Linked DNA regions of Mus musculus: region 2 is linked to region 1. A link is a contact called in public Hi-C data. All regions are on one chromosome and are shown on one strand. Each heading gives the region's core, a stretch centred on a gene start, on an enhancer-like site or on the middle of the called end of the contact. The rest is flanking DNA. Distances are from core to core; before and after follow the strand shown.

What was found. A called contact is a pair of places that touch in the nucleus more often than the background predicts.
Region 2: a contact with region 1 is called in a Hi-C map of Sertoli cells, with 2.0 times the contacts expected there. The contact joins two enhancer-like sites. A contact is called at or near these places in 2 of 484 Hi-C or Micro-C datasets (Sertoli cells and bone marrow-derived macrophages), 5 of 115 datasets of contacts at active chromatin or transcription factors (acute myeloid leukemia, cardiomyocytes, embryonic stem cells and 1 more) and 1 of 9 other capture datasets (embryonic stem cells).

The regions. Positions count from the first base shown.
Region 1 is chr13:37,503,246-37,507,545 of GRCm38.p6, reverse strand. All of the region lies in intron 2 of Gm30863 (a long non-coding RNA gene), which reads left to right. Among named protein-coding and RNA genes, the nearest start is that of Gm29590, 3.2 kb to the left of the region's middle. Within about 2 kb of position 2,890, at least 25 of the 459 cell types and tissues checked have an H3K27ac peak or open chromatin away from gene starts, as enhancers often do. A contact at or near this core is called in Sertoli cells, where this site is marked.
Region 2 is chr13:37,738,402-37,742,883 of GRCm38.p6, reverse strand. No RefSeq gene overlaps it. Among named protein-coding and RNA genes, the nearest start is that of Gm40918, 5.9 kb to the right of the region's middle. Within about 2 kb of position 1,528, at least 30 of the 459 cell types and tissues checked have an H3K27ac peak or open chromatin away from gene starts, as enhancers often do. A contact at or near this core is called in Sertoli cells, where this site is marked.

The DNA of each region.
Region 1 (4,300 bases), core at 1,641-4,140:
TCAGGCCTGAGGCTCCTAGGCTGGAGAGGTGAAAGGTTGGGGAGGAAGGGGCCTGGCTTTCTTGCAGAGGGCCTGCGTTACCTGAGGGTGTTTCTCTGCAGCCCTGGCCAGGTTATGGCTTCTTTGTGCAACGTGGTCTCCCAGGCCAGGACTGTAGGGTGGAACTCCAACACCCAACTAGGCAGTTCCCTCAAGGCCACTCCCAGGTAAGGGGCTGGAGATTCAGGCATTCAGAAAAGATGGCTGGCTGCCTAGGAACTGGTAAGACGGGTTTGTAGGCTGGCAGCTGCCAAGAGAGACCAGGAGGCCATGGTTAGGAGAAACGTTCAGAGTGGGCAGAAGGCAGTGTCTGTACCTGGAGTCCCCAGCTCTACATTGGTCACCTCCCGTGGGTATGCTGTGACTGGCAATCTCTTTGCTGATTGGGAATCAGCTAACCCCGAATAAAAGCTGAACCTCTGGGATTCTCCCAAGGCCCAGTTCTCCTATAAACACTTGATACCATCTGCAAAAAGGTTCAGACCCAAAATGTTTTCAAGCCAGGAGTATGGTTCAGAGGCTGTGCCCACGTGGTGGTGGTGGTTGTTTATGAAGGAATAATCTTTCCGTTGCTGAGGTACGGTCATCATGTCACTGTCCCCAGATGCTGTGTCTGTTGCATTCCTGGAAGCCAACTCTGTCCTTCAGCGTTGCCATAGCGCCTAACAGCCCTGCCTTCGCCAGCACACTTGAGGATTGACTCTTATTTGTTGATCTAAAATAATTTTTCGAAGAGAGATGAGGATTCCCCAGCCTGTTCTATTTATGGATTTTGCATCTGAGGAAATACCTGTTTTAGAACGTTTGTCTCACTTGCAAGATCCTAAATAAGATGGGCGTGGTGGCTCACGCCTGTAATCCTAGCACTTGGGAGACTGAGACTGGAGGAGAGAGAGTTCGAGGACAGCCTAGGCTACATAACAAGAAAAAAAAGAAAGAAAGAAAGAAAGAAAGCGTGACTGTTCCAGAGCAGCTTTTGGTTCTGGGGAAACAAGTTAATGTTTGTGAGAGACGCTCTAAATCAAATGCTCGAATGCCAGAATCTCCCGAGCAGCAGAGCTTTCCGGCTGCCTCCCTATCCCGTTTTCCCAGAACCTCTGCTGGGCAGAGCTGAGGCAGCTTGTTTGGGGGGTATCCCTCGCTCCACGCTTCCTTCCTCTACAGAGTTCAGCTGACCTGCGCCAGGCCAAACATTGTTAGCTCCTTCCTCGCTGGAGGAAAGTCCCTGTGGCCCATTTTCTGAGCAGTGCTTTTCCATCCTTTCGTAATCTCTCACTGTGACCTTGAGGGGCAGGGAGAGAAGGCTTTGGCCAGGGCGCCTTTCACGTGGAGCCCAAGGCCTGGTGTCTGTGTCCTGGTGTCATATACTAGCTGTGCCAACAGCCTACATCCTTCTGTGCTGGCACTGACCTGCATCCGGTGTGTGTGTGTGTGTGTGTGTGTGTGTGTGTGTGTGTGTGTGACTAGAGAAAGGCCCTGAAACGAGAGACAGAGTAAGAAAAAGCACAAAGAGTCAGTTGACTTTTCAATCCTAGAGGAGAGAGAGAGCAGGAAGAAGGAGGAGCAGGCGGAGAGTGACCCACACAGCCAGGTCACATGGCTGGTTCCTCTCTCTCTGCAGCCTTCATCTCCCCTCACCCTGGACAGGGTGGCAGAGACTTGCCAGCGTACCTCATCAGATGAAATGAAGGGGAAATCTGATTTGCCTCTAATTGGACTTACTGCAGGCAATTAGGGTTAAGCTGGCATGAGGGGGCTGCCAGAGAGGGGGATTTTCAGGGCTGCTTTATCACAGACCTGGGAAAGTCAGCCGGAGCTCAAAGTGGTTGTAAATCAGGATATTGACCTATAGTATCATCTTTAAATCAGACCATTTTGCCTGAAAATAACCAGTGTATGAACTGACACATTATATACATATATGTATATCATATACATTTATATATAATAGATTCCACTTGGCATACAGCTTGTGCTGTGTATATTCTAACTATACACTAATTATTGTTTATTCACTTGGAGGGTGAGATACACATACATTTATATATTGTGCACATAAACTGTATATAGGACTGGAGAGATAGCACAGTACAGAATACTTGATTAGCATATAAAAGGTCCTGAGTTCAAGTTCCACAATTGAAAAAAAGACCTCATGTATATGTATGTATGTGTATATAGATAGATAGATATAGATATAGATATGTAATCTGGTATATATTATATGATATAGAATATTTTTTAAAGATAGGGTTTCTTGCTGGGTGGTGATAGCACACACCTTTATCCCAGCACTGGGGAGGCAGAGGCAGGCGGATCTCTGAGTCCAGCCTGGTCTACAGAATTAGTTCCAGGACAGCCAGGGATACACAGAAAAACCCTGTCTCAACAAACAAACAAACAAACAAACAAACAAGATATGGTCTCTCATTAAACCCAGAGCTTACTGATTTAGCTGGGCTGGCTGGCCATCAGGCTTCAGGGATAAAAGCCTGTCTTCCCACTGTCACTGCGGTTAGAGGCATGTGCTCCCACGCTAAGTCTTTTACTCAGGTCGCGGTGCTTGTACAGTGATCACTTTACAGACTGAGCCATCCCCCAGTCCCAGGGCCACCACCTTCATTCAGCATCATACAAGTTCTCATTTGTTATCGGGACAGCAGTATGAATGCTTCAAATGCTGTATCCATGTGCGTGTGCGTGTGCGTGTGCGTGTGTGTGTGTGTGTGTGTGTGTGTGCGCGCGCGTGCACATGTGTCCAAGTAGCACCCGCAGCTCATAGCATTGTTCTTCTTAGGCCACCTAAATCTTCCCCTCCCCCAGGGACAGAGCCTGCCACCTGCTTTCGTTATAGCAACTGCCATTTCTGTTTCCATTTCTGGTGCCCAGTGACCTCGAAGAGAGCTGTTAAGGAGAAACATACAGACACATGGTCTTTATCAGCTGGTGGGAAGCTGCTTAGACACAATGTGGCCCCAGTGTTCCTGGCGACAAATGCAGCCTCCTCAGAGACAACATTTTCCTCTGGGTGTATTAAGAAGAACATATTTTCTACTATAGACCTTTTTATTTTGTTGGCACTCATCCACTCCAGCAGATGTTAATAGACCCGCTGTTCCGCATGTTCAGGGCAGGGCTGATTTTGTAACCTGGGTCCTTCATTGCTATTCTCCCTCAACAGGCCGACTGACTGACATAACTCCCAGGTGTGCAGACCTTCCTGAAGGAGTCAGAGACATGGGGGACATGGCCCCAACTCCTTTAATTCTGAAGAAGACTGTTATCCAGAGCCTGGTAGCATTTGTTCTGGGGTTACCTGCAAAGATCAAACCAACCAAACTTCTGCCGTTAGATGGGAGGGAAGAGGTACTCTGCCGGCCCCACCCTTACGAAGGAGAAGTTAGTATCTGCTAAAGGAGGAAGAATTTTTTTTTTTGAGGATGTAGCCATTAGCTACATAGGCTTTCTATGCTCCTGTGGATGGCTTCATGCCTGTGCACTACTGGACTTACTGGGTTGTCAAAAGACAAAAACAAAAATAAAAAAACAAACAATGTTGGGAGGACTTGTAGAAGAGATATGGGGGTGTGGTCATATTACATTGGAAACATGTATGAAATTCTCAAGAAAAAAAGAAAACCATGTGTGGATATATAATAGATCTAGTACTATATAGTACTATAAGTTAGAAAAAAAGAGAATTGTCCTATAACAAGTTCATTCCCCTGACAGCTACCCCTCCCACATGGTGACAACAGTAAGCTACAGACCTCTGACTAGGTAGGCTCCATCTTCCAGGGCCATACTGGGATGGTTTCCAATACCTGAATCTGGGAACACAGTCAAACTGTGGCAACACCGCCCTTCCGTCATTGGCTTCAAGACTCACCAGCAACGCCACCGATGGCTCCTAGTCTTTGGCTCTCAGCTGGCCAACGTTGCCACTTTGTGGCAGCTCAATCCTGTTACCTCCATTAGCAGTGAGTGCCCTTCTACCTGCTTCCCACGTGTTCACTCATCCCCTAACCTAGCTTATGGGTATTGAGCAATGTCACCTCTCATTTTTTGCTCTATTGCTAACACAGTTATCGGTCTATATTCACAGGGGATTGGCTCCATGAGTCCCAGGGATACTAAAATCTATAAGCACTCAAGTACCATGTCTAAAACATGGTGTACTCGCACAGACGCCACTCCTCTTCCTCCACTTAAACAATCTCTATGTTACATATAATATCGGTCACAATATGAATAGTTGTCA
Region 2 (4,482 bases), core at 279-2,778, 240 kb before region 1:
GATCGGATCTTTGGGTGTGGAAGCTTTAGATAAGCAGGGCCTACGGAATTGTTTTCAGGGCTCCGCACAGTAGTGCATGCCTACAATCCTAGCAGTTGGTAACTAGATGCAGGAGGATAAGATTTCAAAGTGGTCCTAGGGTCTAGGAGCTAGGCTATATAATAGGCTAGGCTGAGACACAGGAGTCTCTGTCTCAAAAAACTGAAAAAAAAAAAAAAAACAGAACAAAATATGAAACAACAAATAAGAAGCAAAGCCGATTTTCTTCTGGATTCTCATCAGTGTGTGATTCTTAGTTCCATAAACATATAACTCATATCTATAAACCTCCTTAATTACTCAGATCTCTGGCTTTAATTACTTAGTTCCCATATCTTCTTGACTTCTCTGTAAACATAAAAGTAGATTTCCTGTTGTATTGCCCAACTACTTTTTCGTGCTGCTTCCTTTTCCTTCCCTTCCCTCAACCCCTTTCACCCCAGGAATGGAGCAGAAGTCAGCTCTAAGTTTGCTGGTGAGGTACACGCTACCAGTGAGCTATCCCTCAGCCAGGAGTGTTTCTGGTCTTACTTGGACTTTGGGATTGTATACTATCGTTCATTGTGGATGTTGTCAGTTTGTAGACACATTGCTTCCCTTAGTCGGGTCTTACTCTGTTTCCAGAACTTCCTGTTGTTCCCCAAATAGGTGAAAACCTGCCACGAGGGGACCTGGAGGTGGAAACACCTGGATCAGCCTTGCCACTGAGCGAGCTAACATGGTGGCAGCATTAGCTTTAGCAGGAGACTCGTTTCTGATCGGAGAAATCTGTCACTGTTTGTGCTACGCCAAAAGGGACTTCTTTTTGGCTCCAGAAAGTTGCATTTTACTGATGGAACAGTTTCAGTGCCACCATGGACACAGGTGCATGCAAGTTTGAACTTGTGGAAACAAAATGATTTCCTTACTTTGTTAAGGAAAGTTTTTGCTTAAAAAAAAAAAAAATCATGAGTATGCCTTACTTAGATGGTGGAGAAAAACCTTCAAAATTAGACTTGAGTCACAGCAGGAAGTCACTTATGGGAGGCATGTATGAAGCACAATATACTGTTAGGTTGACTTTGTGAGTCTTAAGTTTTCCCTCCTCTCAACCCCTCCTTCTTTATTGAGACGGAGTGTCTACATGTAACCCTAGAAATTACTATGTAGACCAGGCTGGCCTTGAACTCACAGAGATCTGCCTATCTCCTGGGCTCAAAGGCATGCACGCCCAGCCCCACTCCCCCTTCAAAGGATGGAGTCTTGCTATGCAGAGCAAATGCTAGGATGACAGGTATGTGCCACCACACCTCTTGAGCCTCTTTTCTTTCTTGTCCCTTCTTGAGATAAGATCTCCTTATACAGCTCTAGCTAGCCTAGAATGGACCAAGCTGGCCTTGAATTCAGAGATATCCATCTGCCTCTGCCTTGCTAGTGCTGGAATTAAGGGCACACCCCACCACACCCTTTCACATCTTTAGCCTCCGAATTTGATACAGGTGACTGCCAGATGCCTGGATCCTGAATGAGGCAGCCATATCCTATGGAGCATCTGCACTCAGAATTACACACGACACATCTCCTGCCCCCCCCCCCCCAAAACCGGTACAGCTCTGTTCCCTCAGCATCTACTCTAGCTTCTTGTTCTGTGGAAAACCAGTCTTTCAAGACAATGGATTGTGGGTCAGCAGTGACTTTCCTGCAGAGCTATTTATATTTTCCTGGGAGATTCCTGGTAGTATTGCCAGTGTCTTCATCTAAATTAATATATTTTTTCTACTGCAGGGAATTTGAGGTATGTGGTGTGATAAGCCATGCAGATAATTTTTCGTGGGAGAAGGGTCCTTTCCAGCACCCCCTCTCTGTGCAAGAGACCGCACAGTTTATAAACTACCCTGTGTAGTTGCTCGGTGTCTGCTTCCTGGTCTATAAATAAATAGAGATGATGGTTTTATAATCACTTCCTGCTCTTACATTTCTGACTCCGTAAAAGAAATGATTTCTCAGAACTAGTGAGAGAGAGAGGTCACCTCCTTCATTTTTCTAGACTCTCAGGGATCACTGATTCTTATAATTTCCATTGAACATTCACACACTCAGGCACACTGCACACGATAGCTGAAAGGCGGAAGCAACCCCAGAGTATTAAAGGATAGATGGAGAAAGAGGTATGAGAAGTATAGCCCGGGAGTGTTCCTGGATCTAAAAGGAAGTCAGACAAAGTACAACATGCCTGAAAACTAAAGTCTATGTTAAAAACAGTAAGCCACTCCCATGTTCATATATACATAACATGCAAACACACAAATATACACACATGTATACATGCACCTCACACACATATATACACACAAACATATATACATACATACGTGTGCTGGTTAGTTAGCTTGTTTTTTGTCACATCTTGACACAAGCCAGAATCACCTAAAAAGAGGGAATGCCAATGCCAGGGGAAGCAAGAGGGAATTGCTTCCATTAGGTTTGCCCGTGGGGCATTTTCTTGATGAATTATTGACTCAGGAGGGCCCAGCCCACTGTGGGTGGTGCTACCCCTGGCAAGTGATCCTGAGTTTTATCAAATAGCAGAATAAGCCTCAGAAAACTAGCCAGTAGGCAGCGTTTCTCCAAGTCCACTGTCTCAGCATCGCCCTCCAGGTTCCGGCATGAGTCTCTGCCCTGTCTTCACTTCATGCTGGACTGTGACTGGCATGGGTGAGCTGAATAAGTCCTTTCCTCTCCAAGATGCTTTTAGTCATGGTATTATCACTGCAGTAGAAAGCAAACTAAAACACAACATGACACACACACACACACACACACACACACACACACATCCCTACATGAATCTACTAATCGCTACCTAGAAGAGACCAATGTGAAGAAACAGACCAGTGTTGTCAGCCTTAGAGAGAAAGAGAAATGAGGAATGTTGTCTTTGGTTGTTAGAGTTTCTATTGTTACTAGACCAGGCTGGCCTTGCAAGTGCTGGAATTAAAGGCACACCCCACCACACCCTTTCATATCTTTAGCTTCCCCTCACTTCAGATCTGATTATTTGAAAGTATGTAACACACACACACACACACACACACACACACACACACACACACACACATATATATATATATATATGTTTTTTGAGACAGGGTTTCTCTGTATAGCCCTGGCTGCCCTGGAACTTACTTTGTAGACCAGGCTGGCCTCGAACTCAGAAATCCGCCTGCCTCTGCCTCTGCCTCCCGAGTGCTGGGATTAAAGGCGTGCACCACCACCGCCCAGTGTAACTTATTGATATTAAGAACAATGTTGTTACAAAACCGTCAACTGTCCCCAGAGCTCTTCCATTTCCTGATCTGGAACCCAAGCACTCTCATGCCCATCTCTTCCAGTCCTGGTGTGTATGTGTGTGTGTGTGTGTCTGTCCACAAACGTGCTACAGTGCTTGTGTGGAGGTCAGAGAACAGCCTGTGGGAATGGATTCTTTCCTTCCTCCAAGCGGGTCCTGACGAGAACTCACTTCATTAGGCTTAGCAGCAAGCACTTTGCCCACTGAGCTGTCTCATCAGTCCATCACATCTGTAAAGTGACCCAGTCCAGACACCTTAAATAAGTAGAATCACTAATATCATTGTGAATGTGTGGTGGTTTGAATGTGGTTGGCCCAGATAGCAGCATCATTAGGAGATGTTGCCTTGGTGGAGGAAATGTGTCACTGTGGGTGTGGGCTTTAAGGCACTCATCCTAGCTACCTGGAAGCCAGTCTTCTTTTTGTCTTCAAAACAAGATGAACTCTCAGCTCCTCCTGCTCCATGCTTGCCTAGGTGCTGCCATGTTTCAGCTTTGATGATAATGGACTGACCCTCTGAGCCTGTAACCCAGCCCCAAGTAAATGTTTTCCTTAATAAGAGTGGCTTTGCTCATGGTGTCTCTTCACAGCAGCAAAACCCTAAGAGGTTAATTCATTAACCGAGTACAGCATCTTCAGGGACTAGCCATGTTACAGCATGTACCAGATTCCTCTTAAAGGCTGCAGAATAGTCCATTGTGTATACCCTATTTTGTTTATTCCTTCAACTTAGTACATATTTGGGTTAGTTTATTATTATAGGTAATTTTAGAAATTGCAGAAAGATGTAAAGAAATGGCAAAGTTCTATCATAATTCTGTCACTCATAGTCATTGATAACATCTTTCTGGTGATAAGCTTTGACATTTATAAACAATACTTCACAACTATAAGTATAATGTCTTCAAACATGTCTCTTTCTCTGAATCTCTAATAATGATTCTTAAAGTGGGAGTAGACTTTTTTTATTTTTAAAACCACTTAACAAAGACTGTCAAGGGAACTCTGGAAAGAACTGTAGTTTTACCACAAGGAAGTTGAAGCATAGAGAGTTTTCCTTTGTGTCTCTTTCACAGTGGAAAATATTCTGTTGAAAACCAATATAGGGGTTGGAG